2 separate regions of the Sus scrofa genome follow, and region 2 is linked to region 1. Evidence: chromatin contacts called from public HiChIP or PLAC-seq data. All regions are on one chromosome and are shown on one strand. The core of a region is the stretch at or near the end of the contact, and the rest is flanking DNA. Distances in the headings are between cores, read along the strand shown.

Region 1 (5,231 bases), core at 1,116-3,615:
GAGAGGAAAAGTGGCCAGGGACCACATCACCTCTTCTTCCATAACCAAAACAAGATTGTAATTAGTCTGAAACATATAACATATTCTAAGTTAATATTTTTTTCTATTTTTGCTAGAGAGTCAAAAGGGGACTCCATTCAATTACTGTGGTATCATTCCAAAAATAGCAACACATTCAAAATTCTCAGAGGTAAGAGGGAAAAATGTCCTCTTTTCCTTAACCTTCTCAGATCAAAAACTTGTTTTTCAAAATACATGGGCTAAATAACAAGAGAAAAATGTTTAAAATAGGCATAAATTATTTAATCAATATTTTTTTCCACCTTGAAAAGATACTATGGAAACCTACCTCCTAGCCTCTATTATTGGTCTAGGGAGGAGGGAATCAACAAAGCTCAACAATACTGTTACAATATTGTGTAAGGTCAGGGATCTTATATATATATAGGTGTTAACAATTTTAACATTAAAAATTTACTAGATTGGAGTTTCTTTAAAATGTGAAAAGGCATTTTAGTACTAAAAGCCATTTCACCTGCACCTTGTAAACAATTAAACTGTACTTTGAAACAAAAAACAAGTCAACGTTTGCTGCTCAGTCCTTTTTATAGACATAAACTATGTATCCTTTTTACGATCCACAATTTCAGACTTAAGTGATTATTCTTCGTGTATCTAGCCCCGGAGCAAAATTTTCCCTAGCGTATTTCCCATTCCCAAACTCCGCCAAGTCTAAGGAGCAACCACTTCCCAAAGTCCCACTTCCTTTTCCATTCCCCAGACCTCCAGGGTTTCCAACGCCCCAGTCTTGCGCAACATCCGCAGGAGCAGCAGCCGCAACCACCGCCTCCTAAACCGAGAAACAACCCTAAAGGGAACATTGTCCAGCAGAAAAATAAAGGGGGGGGGGTAATGGAGGAAGTCGACTTCTGGTCCCACGCCTTCGGTTCTGACCCCATCACAGTGATGACCCAAGAGCAATTTCACGCACAAGACTTTTAACCTCGTCTCCAGCCCGCCAGCACAAGCAGAGGGCGGAAGCGGTGGGAAGGGGGGTTAGGATGGGGGTAGGCCTCGGAGGTTATCTCCCAGTTCAGGGCTTCGGCCCTTACCGTCGCCTCCGCCCCACCAGGACTATTGTTCCCAAGTTCCCCACCCCCACCCCGGATAGGAAGTGATAGTCACATCCCCTCCGCCTTCAGCAATATCCCCTAGGGAGTCTGAAGTAGGCTTCAGGATAACCACCCCCGCCTCTACACATACACTTTACCCCCTCGACCTCAAGTCACGCTGACCCCAACACCATCTCAAACCAGGGTCTCAAGCGACGAGACGGGTAAAAAGAAATTGAGTAAACCAAGAGATTTCTTTCGAGCAATCCTTTCCCATGCGTTGGAGATAATAATTGCCAGTCCAGAAACGGCAAAAGTCCTACCTTGCCCACTTCTGAGCCCAGCTTGAGCAAAGGGACCCCGTGAGTTAATTGCAATCTTAATAGCCACGTTCTGCCGTCAGCCAAGATCGCTCTCCTCCCTGCCTCGACCCTCCCAGCAGGGGCGGTCTGGACGGGGAGGTGAGGAAAGACTAGCCCCCCGGCCTGCACCTCATTCGCCTCGGGCTCCCGGCCCGAGAAACAATAGGTGGTCGCGGGCGGCGGTGCTGAGTGCGGGCTCGGCCGGCCGCCTCTCCCTTCGCGTCCCAGACGCCGGCGGAAAGGGACGCGATCGCGGGAAGAGAGGAAAGGAGGCCGAGGGGCGGAGGCGACCTCACCTCCCGCTGGCCTCCGAGACCACCCGGCCTTTGGAGCTGGTGCGCGCCGCCTCCGCCCCTCTCCTTACAGCCGCACACAAAGCACTGGCGGCCCGGGCCGGCTGGGCAAGGCGGCAGTGGGCTCCGGTGCCGGCGAAAGGAGGCGACAGCGAGGGGAGGGACTCACCATGAAGTCCCGGGCGAAGTTGTCCTCCCCATTGTGATCCGGACTCTTCATGGCCTGGACCCTCTGGATGAATTTCCTCAGGATCTCCACTTGCTCCATCCTCCCGCGTCCCCCCGGCTGCGGTCGCCGGCCCCCCCGCCGCCCGCCCGCCCGGCGCAGAGCCCGCTCAGTCTTCCCCAGCTCGCTCCCCCAGCCCGTCCCCTCCCTCCCGACCCCCGCCGCTCCCTACTCCTCCTCTTTGCCCGAGGCAGCGGCAGCGGCAGCGGCAGCGGCGGCCGGCTCCTGATCCTACAACTTGCAGGAGCAGCCGCCGCTCTCCCACAGTACGAGGCGAGCCGCTGCGGCTAGCGCCAACCCCAACCCCCTGCGTGCCCCATCCTCCTTCCCCGCCCTCCTCCAGCTCCGTCGGAGACGCCGCCACCGCCTTAGGAACACGGCTCTCCGATCGCCCTGCCCCCCCCACCCCTTCCCGGTTCCTCCTTCCCTCCCTCCCCACAAGCAGCAGCAGCCGCAGCCGCCTCTCCCCACGGGCGCGCCCCCGCCGCCACCCAGACGCGCGGCCCCGTGCCGCGGCTCCGCCCCTGGCGCGACGCCGCGCCTAGCCGCCCCCGCAGTCCACGCCCCGGAGCCCGCCCCGCGGGCTCTGGCCGGGCTAGGAGTGGCTGGAAGAAGCTTCGGCAGTCGGCTGGGAGACTTGACTCCACTTCCGGGGCGTGGTCCCACCCCGGCAGCTAGTAGGTCTGAGGAGCGCTAGAATGAGGGTGTTAGGCTAAATGGCAAGCCCTAGTCAGTTGGAGTAGGACTTGAGTTGGAAATTACGGTCTCACTGCTTACTAGTGCGAAAAGCACATTTCTAGAGTGCTTCGCCGTCGCCGCCAGCCTTGAGTTGGGACTACAAGTCCGGGTTCTCAGGAGTCCAGGAATGGGGGCGGGAGAGGGCGTTGTGGGAAGAGTGGCATGCTGGGAACTGTAGTAGCGTTGACTCCACGTTCGCTGCAGGTACGTCTTCATCTTAAGGTTGACTGCAGTTAGACGTTGGCACTTTGGGTAATGACCAAGGCCAAGAGAAGCGAAATGCTTCTTCAGTGACAGGACTTAACCCTTTTGCAGTTGTGTTTAAACCCTGCCGAGTGAGCGCCTGAAGTGCGGGGTGCGTCCTAATACATACCACGCATGTGATAGGCACTCAGTGTTTGCTGAATTGAAAGGATTTTTTCTTGCCTTTATATTCGCAGCACCTCGGAACTGAATAATAGGCTTTTCTTCGTAGAATGCATCGTCGTGAATTTTCTAGTAATCCGAGATTATCCACCCTAAAGAAAGTGAATTTCCCAAGGTCTGCCCGCATACTCTTAGCAGAGCCCAAACTAGAACTCAAATCCTTTTTCCTTCCCTACAACACCATATTGCCTCTGACTCTAAGGAGCATTAAGCTTGTGATAATGTGACAGAAGTGAAGTATTTGATTCATGGACTTCCTTTGGTCACTTAGGCCCACAAACAATGTTTTTTACAGGTCGATTGGTCAGGCAATCTGGATAAAAATAGAACATATCAGTGGTAGGTCCCTTTTTCCAGATGAATGTTTAGAAGCATCGTGGAATTTAATGATACTCCTTGACGAAAACAAGTATGAGTAACAAGATCCAACTTCTTATTTGTTTTAAAGAAGAATATTTCTCTCTGAAAGAATACAACTGATATCCACTTTTCTTCTTAGAAATAACCACTTCCAGATGTGTCCTTCCAAATGTCTTCCTATGCATTTATATACAGGTATGTGCATATAAAACGATACAGTTTTGTCCTGTATTATAAAAATTAACTTAGAGAAATAGTTTGATTTCTAAGGCAAGCTTTATTTGAAACTAGGGGCCTGGAATATTTTACTTTGTTCAGATTACTGAGACTGGATTTGAGATAAGTTTCACTGGATATGAGATAAGATCAAGAGCTGGGTTTGATCTGCTACCAATATAGCACACCATAGGGTACCCTATTCCTCCAGAACTAGGAGAGAAATTAGCCTCTAGGCAAAGAATTGGGCAGATGATCAAGATTACCTCTACTTTGATTTGTCAAAAAGAATGCACCAATTAGGTGATGATTGTTAAAGGCTAAATGCTGGACAAGCTATAAAACAGCCTAGTGACAGTCAGGTGGGAAGTGTTATTTGTTGGAATTATTGAGTCCTATTTTGGCTAGTGTTTTTGAGTCTTTTTTTTTTTTTTTTTTTTTTTTTTGTCTTTTTGCTAATTTCTTTGGGCCGCTCCCGCGGCATATGGAGGTTCCCAGGCTAGGGGTTGAATCGGAGCTGTAGCCACTGGCCTACGCCAGAGCCACAGCAACGTGGGATCCGAGCCGAGTCTGCAACCTACACCACAGCTCACGGCAACGCCAGATCGTTAACCCACTGAGCAAGGGCAGGGACCGAACCCGCAACCTCATGGTTCCTAGTCGGATTCGTTAACCACTGCGCCACGACGGGAACTCCGAGTCTTTTTTTTTTTTTTTTTTTTTTTAACTTTCACTGTGAGCTTCTCTCTCACAACACGACTGTTTTTTTGAGTTATCAGCAGATACCTTTGGCATCTCATGTAGGTTAGGGAAAACAAAAGTAAAGTGCCTTTATGGATTTAGGTTCTTTTGGAAAAACTTTTCTATTTTTAGTGTATTTAGGTCTTGTTTCAATCTACACATATTTTTTGAGCACCTCAAAACATGAGGGGTTTGTGCTGTGTGGGGGCAGGGCAAGATACCAAAAATGTCTCAGAGATGGCTTCTTCTAGAGCTTATAGCTTAGTTCAGGAGACAGGGAAATACACTAAAATCTTAATTCCAATGATTTAATAAATGCCGAATGAGTGATACAGACAATGCGTGTTTTAACAATTCTAAGAAGAGAGAATAATGAACTGGGTTGTCAATACATAGTGATCACAGAGGACCTTAGAAGGATAAGTGAAATTAGGTTTGAATGGAAAGAAGAATTCCCAAGGAAGAGAAGTGATGAAACAATAAGCATGATGATAGCCAAGCAGAAGTTCGGAGCAGAACTTTTGTATATGTGTGAGGGCACTAAAGTAGACTGGGACTGGACTCTGGGGCGCATTCAGTGCCTGGCTGAGGATTTAAACTTGATAATTGTTGTCAGTGGGAGCCACCAAAGGTTTCTGAGTCTAGAAGTGAAATTAGGAAAATACTATTCTGGCACTTTATGGCTGAGTTGTGAAGTAATAAGGGAAGAGAATGGTATGAGTGATATTAGGAGCCAACACATGATACAACAAAACCT
Region 2 (5,000 bases), core at 90-2,589, 620 kb after region 1:
AGGTAGCTAGATTGTAGTAGATACTTTTTTAAGCAACTTGCATATTTTTTCCATTTTTTAAAAAATTAGGATGTCATGGAGAGCCTTTCTTCTCAAAAGATACAGTATACTTTATTCTACACAATATCCCATTCCACTATTCACACTTAGGTTTTTACCATTTTCACTACGCAACAATATCATAATGAATATACTTGTACATCCTTCTGGTTACATGTGCAAGTATATCCCTAAAGCAAACCCTGAGAAGTGGAAATGCTTGATCAAAGCATTTATTAACATTAGCATCCAAAAAAGAGAAGACTGTACCAAAGTGTTCTCCTACCTGAATAGGAGGGTTACTACCCCAAGCTGGGCTCTCAACACTACCTGGCTCTCCTTCTCTTTCCTTCCCTAGACTTCCAGCTCTCCCTCCTTCTCCACATAACTACTCAAAATCCCTTCTGCACCTTCCATCCCCACCCAAACGTACATATTCTTGGCAAATATTTCACCCATTATGTGTAGAAAAAATAGAAATCACCAGAAGAGAACTTTCTTGGCTTCCTGTCTCCAAACCTACAAAACTTATCCACCCCTGTCTTTCTTCTCTCCTGTTTTGGTGGGGAGGGAAACAAGTCCTTCCTCCTGGTTGTGGGGTACTTTTCACAAAGGAATGACTTCCATCTAAAGGTCTCAGCTTCCATCCCTCAGCCAACCTCAGTGTATTTTCTACCTTCATCCTTCCAATGAATACCCAAACTCATCTTGAGCCAAATCCACCACATCTTTTCAGATCCTTATCTGAAGGATAGGTGACATTAAGATAAGGTGGTCCTTATCTTAGGTGACTCTCACCATAAGGGCACACTCTCCTACTCTTCCTCCTATGTCTCTAGGGCACTTCATTCTCAATCCTTTAGTACTCAGGCTCTTCCTTGTCCAAACCTTAAATGCTGGAGTTTGGGGTTTTCTGTCCTGAGTTCCTTTTCTCTTTCTCCCTGGGAGATGTCACCCCTTCTTCCCTTTCAGCCACCATTACCCCTCTGTCGTCAACTCTCTGATGTGTATATTCAGCCCAGACCGCCAACCTGTCAAAAGCTGACTTCATCCTTTCCCTTTTCATTCCTCCTAACCTCCATTCCCTCTCCCCGCCAAACCCTAGGCCCTCGTCTGGGAAATCTCTTGCAATTCCTCCTTCTAAGTCCGCTGCCACGTGGCTCCAGTACCTCGCAGACCTGAGGAATGTAGTTCTCCTTGAAGTAGTTCCTCAGTCTGGGGCTGGCAACTCGCAACGAGGCCATGACCAGAGGCACTGCTGAAACTGCGCTGCTCACCCGCTCTTCAAACCCGGCTCCGAAGCCTCGCCTGAGCTGGGGGCTAGCGCGTCCCGGCGTTGCCCTGGCAACTGCGCGGCGGGGAGGGGAGGGGCTAGGCACCGACTGGTCCCAGGCCCCCAATAGCCTGCGGCCGCTGGCCGCCGGAAAAGGGGCGGGCCTCGGCCTGGCGCCAGCCCGCCTCTGGGCGGCTGTGGAGGCCCCCTGGGTCCTTTTGGGGCCTGGAGCGCTAGCAGCGCTTCACCCTCGCCCCGCCCAGCCTCTAGGAAGCCGCCTGGACGCATCCAGGCCCGAGTGGGCGGTTTTATATTTTAACTGGGCGGCTTCCGGGAGGCGGAGCCCAGACCCTCATTTCCTTTCTCTCGCGGCTGCTTGAGCTCGGGCGGCGAAGGGTCTCGCTGGCTTCAGACCCTGCCCGCCAGGCCCAGCGCTGCGCGCAGCCCCAGCGAGAGCATGGGCGGCGCCCGGGACGTGGGCTGGGTGGCGGCGGGCCTGGTCCTTGCGGCCGGTGCCTGCTATTGCATTTACAGGCTGACGCGGGGCCAGCGGCGAGGTGCCCGTCGGGTTGGACTGCGCCCCTCGCGGTCCGCAGGTAAGGCCTTGGGGTGCCTAATAGGTGGGCCAGCTGGGCACAGGGCTTTCCCAGGGTGGGGTTGAAGCCGCCGCAGGCGCTCATGGCTTTTCAGTGCAGGGGGTAAAATAAGGAGCCCACCTAGGGAGGGAAGGAGGGAGGCTGGTAAGAAGGGTGAAGTTGGGAAGCCCCAACAGGTGCTGAAGGGGAATCTTCAGCCTGTTTGGGGTAGGGTTCATAGCTGCTTCCCTGCCTCCATTTCTTTGTTCAAAACCCCGGTTGAAAAATTGCCCAAACTCTCTTGCCTGAGTCTGGCGTCACAGCGGACAGATTAAGTTTTGCAAAAGCATGTTGATTGCCTCTCACGTTGAAGCTTGCTCTCTCTCAGTTGTTACCCAGTGTGGGTCTGACCTCTTGCTGCTCTAAAGCTAATAAAAAGGCAAGGTTGGTGGAAAGGAAAGTTTCCTTTATTTCTGATGCCAGAAATGGGAGGGGGGCACTTCTGTCCAAAGGATGAATGCCCCGCTGACAGTCAGTGGGCATAAGCTTTATATAGGCGGAGGGAGGGGCTACATGCAGAAACAGCAAAGTCAGCTGTGACAGTCTTCTTGAAATTGGTCACCCCTGGTCTGACCAGTGTCATCTTGATTGTTTTAAGTACAGTTAAGTCTTCAGTTCCAGGGTGGGTTTGTTCCCATTTCTTTGAGGCTAGTTCTCTAAATGGTGGCAGCATATATCACGGCCATAGGCGGATCACGGTGCAGTTGACTTCTTCTACCTGGTGGGGGTTTTGATATCTACAAGATAGTTCATAGGATATGGCTCAGAATATTATCTATAGCCCTTGAGGAGGAACTAAAGGTCCTTGACTTTGCTTAATGACTAAACTGTTATTATTTGGTCTCATTCAACTCTCTTCCTTGGCTCCTGCATTTTCTCACTTCTCCGATTAAATTTATTCTTTGGCTAAAGTTTTCCCACAGACAAAAGGCAGAGGACATGGTGGGGGAGGGACCTTATGGTGTTACCAGAGAGATTCCTCTAACTCTGCACAGTGTTGCAGGGCCTGGAATGATAGATGAAATTCTGCAGACTTTTTAAAATCTATTTTTTATTTCAGTATTCAGTTGATTTACATCGTTGTGCCAGTTTCTGCTGTATAGCTAAGTGACCCAGTCATACATATAATACATTCCCTTTCTTGTACTATCCTCTGTCATGGCTATCCCAATAGACTGGATGTAGTTTTCTGTGCTGTACAGCAGGACCTCATTGCTTATCCATTCTAAATGTAATGGTTTGCATCTATGAACCCCAAACTCCCAGACCCTCCCACTCCCTCCCCACTCCCACTTTATTAGCACCAGTCTGTTTTCTATGCCTGTGAGTCTGTTTCTTCCTGTAAATGCCATATTTTAGATTACAGATGTGATATATGGTGTTTGTCTTTCTCTTTCTGACTGACTTCCCTTAGTATGATAATCTCTAGTTGCATCCTTACTTAGCTTTTAAAAAGATGTACATTTATATCAAAGGGACAGACAAAGGATATACAAGTTTGCTCAGGGAAGCGCACTAAGAAAAGAAAGTCGGGGAAAGGTTTATTTCCCTTTTGGCACATGGAGAAAAAAGTCCATTTTTTAAAAGATTTGGAAGTTCCTGTTGTGGCGCAGCAGAAACAAATCTGACTAGGAATCATGAGGATGCGAATTCGATCCCTGGCCTCACTCAGTGGGTTAAGGATCTGGCATTGCTGTGAGCTGTGGTATAGGTCACAGATGCAGCTCAGGTCCTGCGTTGCTGTGTCTGTGGTGTAGGCCAGCAGCTATAGATTTGATTCAAACCCTAGCCTGGGAAACTCCATATGCTGTGAGTGCAGCCCTAAAAATAAAAATAAATAAATAAATAAAAAAGATTTGTACTTGCCCTTACTTCAAAGCCTAATTTCTTTGTTTCAGAGATACCTCTGTATAAGTAATTAGTCAGGTGACCTGAACTCAGCTACCTGCTCACTTATGCTCACTTAAGATGATGATCACTAACAAAGTCTTACTTTTTTTTTGTTGTTGTTGTTGTTGTTGTTGTTGTTGTTGTTATTGTTGCTATTTCTTGGGCCGCTCCCGCGGCATATGGAGGTTCCCAGGCTAGGGGTTGAATTGGAGCTGTAGCCACCGGCCTACGCCAGAGCCACAGCAACGCGGGATCCGAGCCGCATCTGCAACCTACACCACAGCTCACGGCAACGCCGGATCGTTAACCCACTGAGCAAGGGCAGGGACCGAACCCGCAACCTCATGGTTCCTAGTCGGATTCGTTAACCACTGCGCCACGACGGGAACTCCAAAGTCTTACTTTTAAATGATTTTACAGCTTCCCAAAATCACATTACCTTGGTCAAGCAGCTTGACTTGCTCACAGTCCCTTCTTCCTGAAGTTACACATTTTCTTGGAAGAGGACTTGAGAAATATCCATCTTGTCAGCATCATCCTTGCCATTCAGAGGGTGATCTTTTTTTTTGTATTAATTTTAGGTGTACAGCATAATGATGTGACATTTGTATATGTTGCAAAATGATCACCATAATAAGTTGAGTTGACATCCATCATCACAGATGGTATAACATATAGTTAAAAATTTTCTTGTGATGAGAAATTTTAAGATTGACTCTCAGAGTTCCCATTGTGGCTTGTCAGAAATAAGCCTGACTAGTATCCATGAGGATGCAAATTTCATCCCTGGTCTTGCTCAGTGGGTTAAGGATCTGGTGTTGCCGTGAACTGTGGTATAGGCCAGCAGCTGTAGCTCCGATTTGACCTCTAGCCTGGGGAACTTCCATATGCCACACCTGCGGCCCTTAAAAAAAAAAAAAAAAAATTACTCTCTGGCAACTTTCAGGTATACAATACAGTATTGTTAACTATAGTCACCAAGCTGTATATTACACTCCCAGTACTTATTTCCCGTATAACTGGAAGTTTATACTCTTTGAGCAAAATCTTTCCATTTCCTTCATCCTCCAACACCTGGCCACCACCATGACACTCTCTGTTTCTCTGAGTTCAGATTTTTTAGATTCCACATAAAAGTGAGATCATTCTGTATTTGTCTCTCA

The links. HiChIP or PLAC-seq counts read pairs in DNA pulled down with a chosen protein or histone mark.
Region 2: a contact with region 1 is called in an H3K27ac HiChIP or PLAC-seq map of skeletal muscle, with 10 times the contacts expected there. The contact joins the promoter of FBXL13 here to the promoter of PTPN12 in region 1. A contact is called at or near these places in 1 of 5 promoter capture datasets (liver) and 2 of 2 datasets of contacts at active chromatin or transcription factors (alveolar macrophages and skeletal muscle).

The regions. Positions count from the first base shown.
Region 1 is chr9:102,561,604-102,566,834 of Sscrofa11.1, forward strand. PTPN12 (tyrosine-protein phosphatase non-receptor type 12) reads right to left here and starts at 2,366. Exons shown (of 16, transcript XM_021102557.1): 1 at 1,937-2,366. The coding sequence starts at 2,035. It overlaps LOC102167907 (a long non-coding RNA gene), which reads left to right and starts at 2,573. Exons shown (of 3, transcript XR_001299008.2): 1 at 2,573-2,935; 2 at 3,657-3,712.
Region 2 is chr9:103,178,040-103,183,039 of Sscrofa11.1, forward strand. FBXL13 (F-box/LRR-repeat protein 13) reads right to left here and starts at 1,340. Exons shown (of 21, transcript XM_013979811.2): 1 at 1,209-1,340. The coding sequence starts at 1,283. It overlaps ARMC10 (armadillo repeat containing 10), which reads left to right and starts at 1,715. Exons shown (of 6, transcript NM_001244923.1): 1 at 1,715-1,908. The coding sequence starts at 1,770.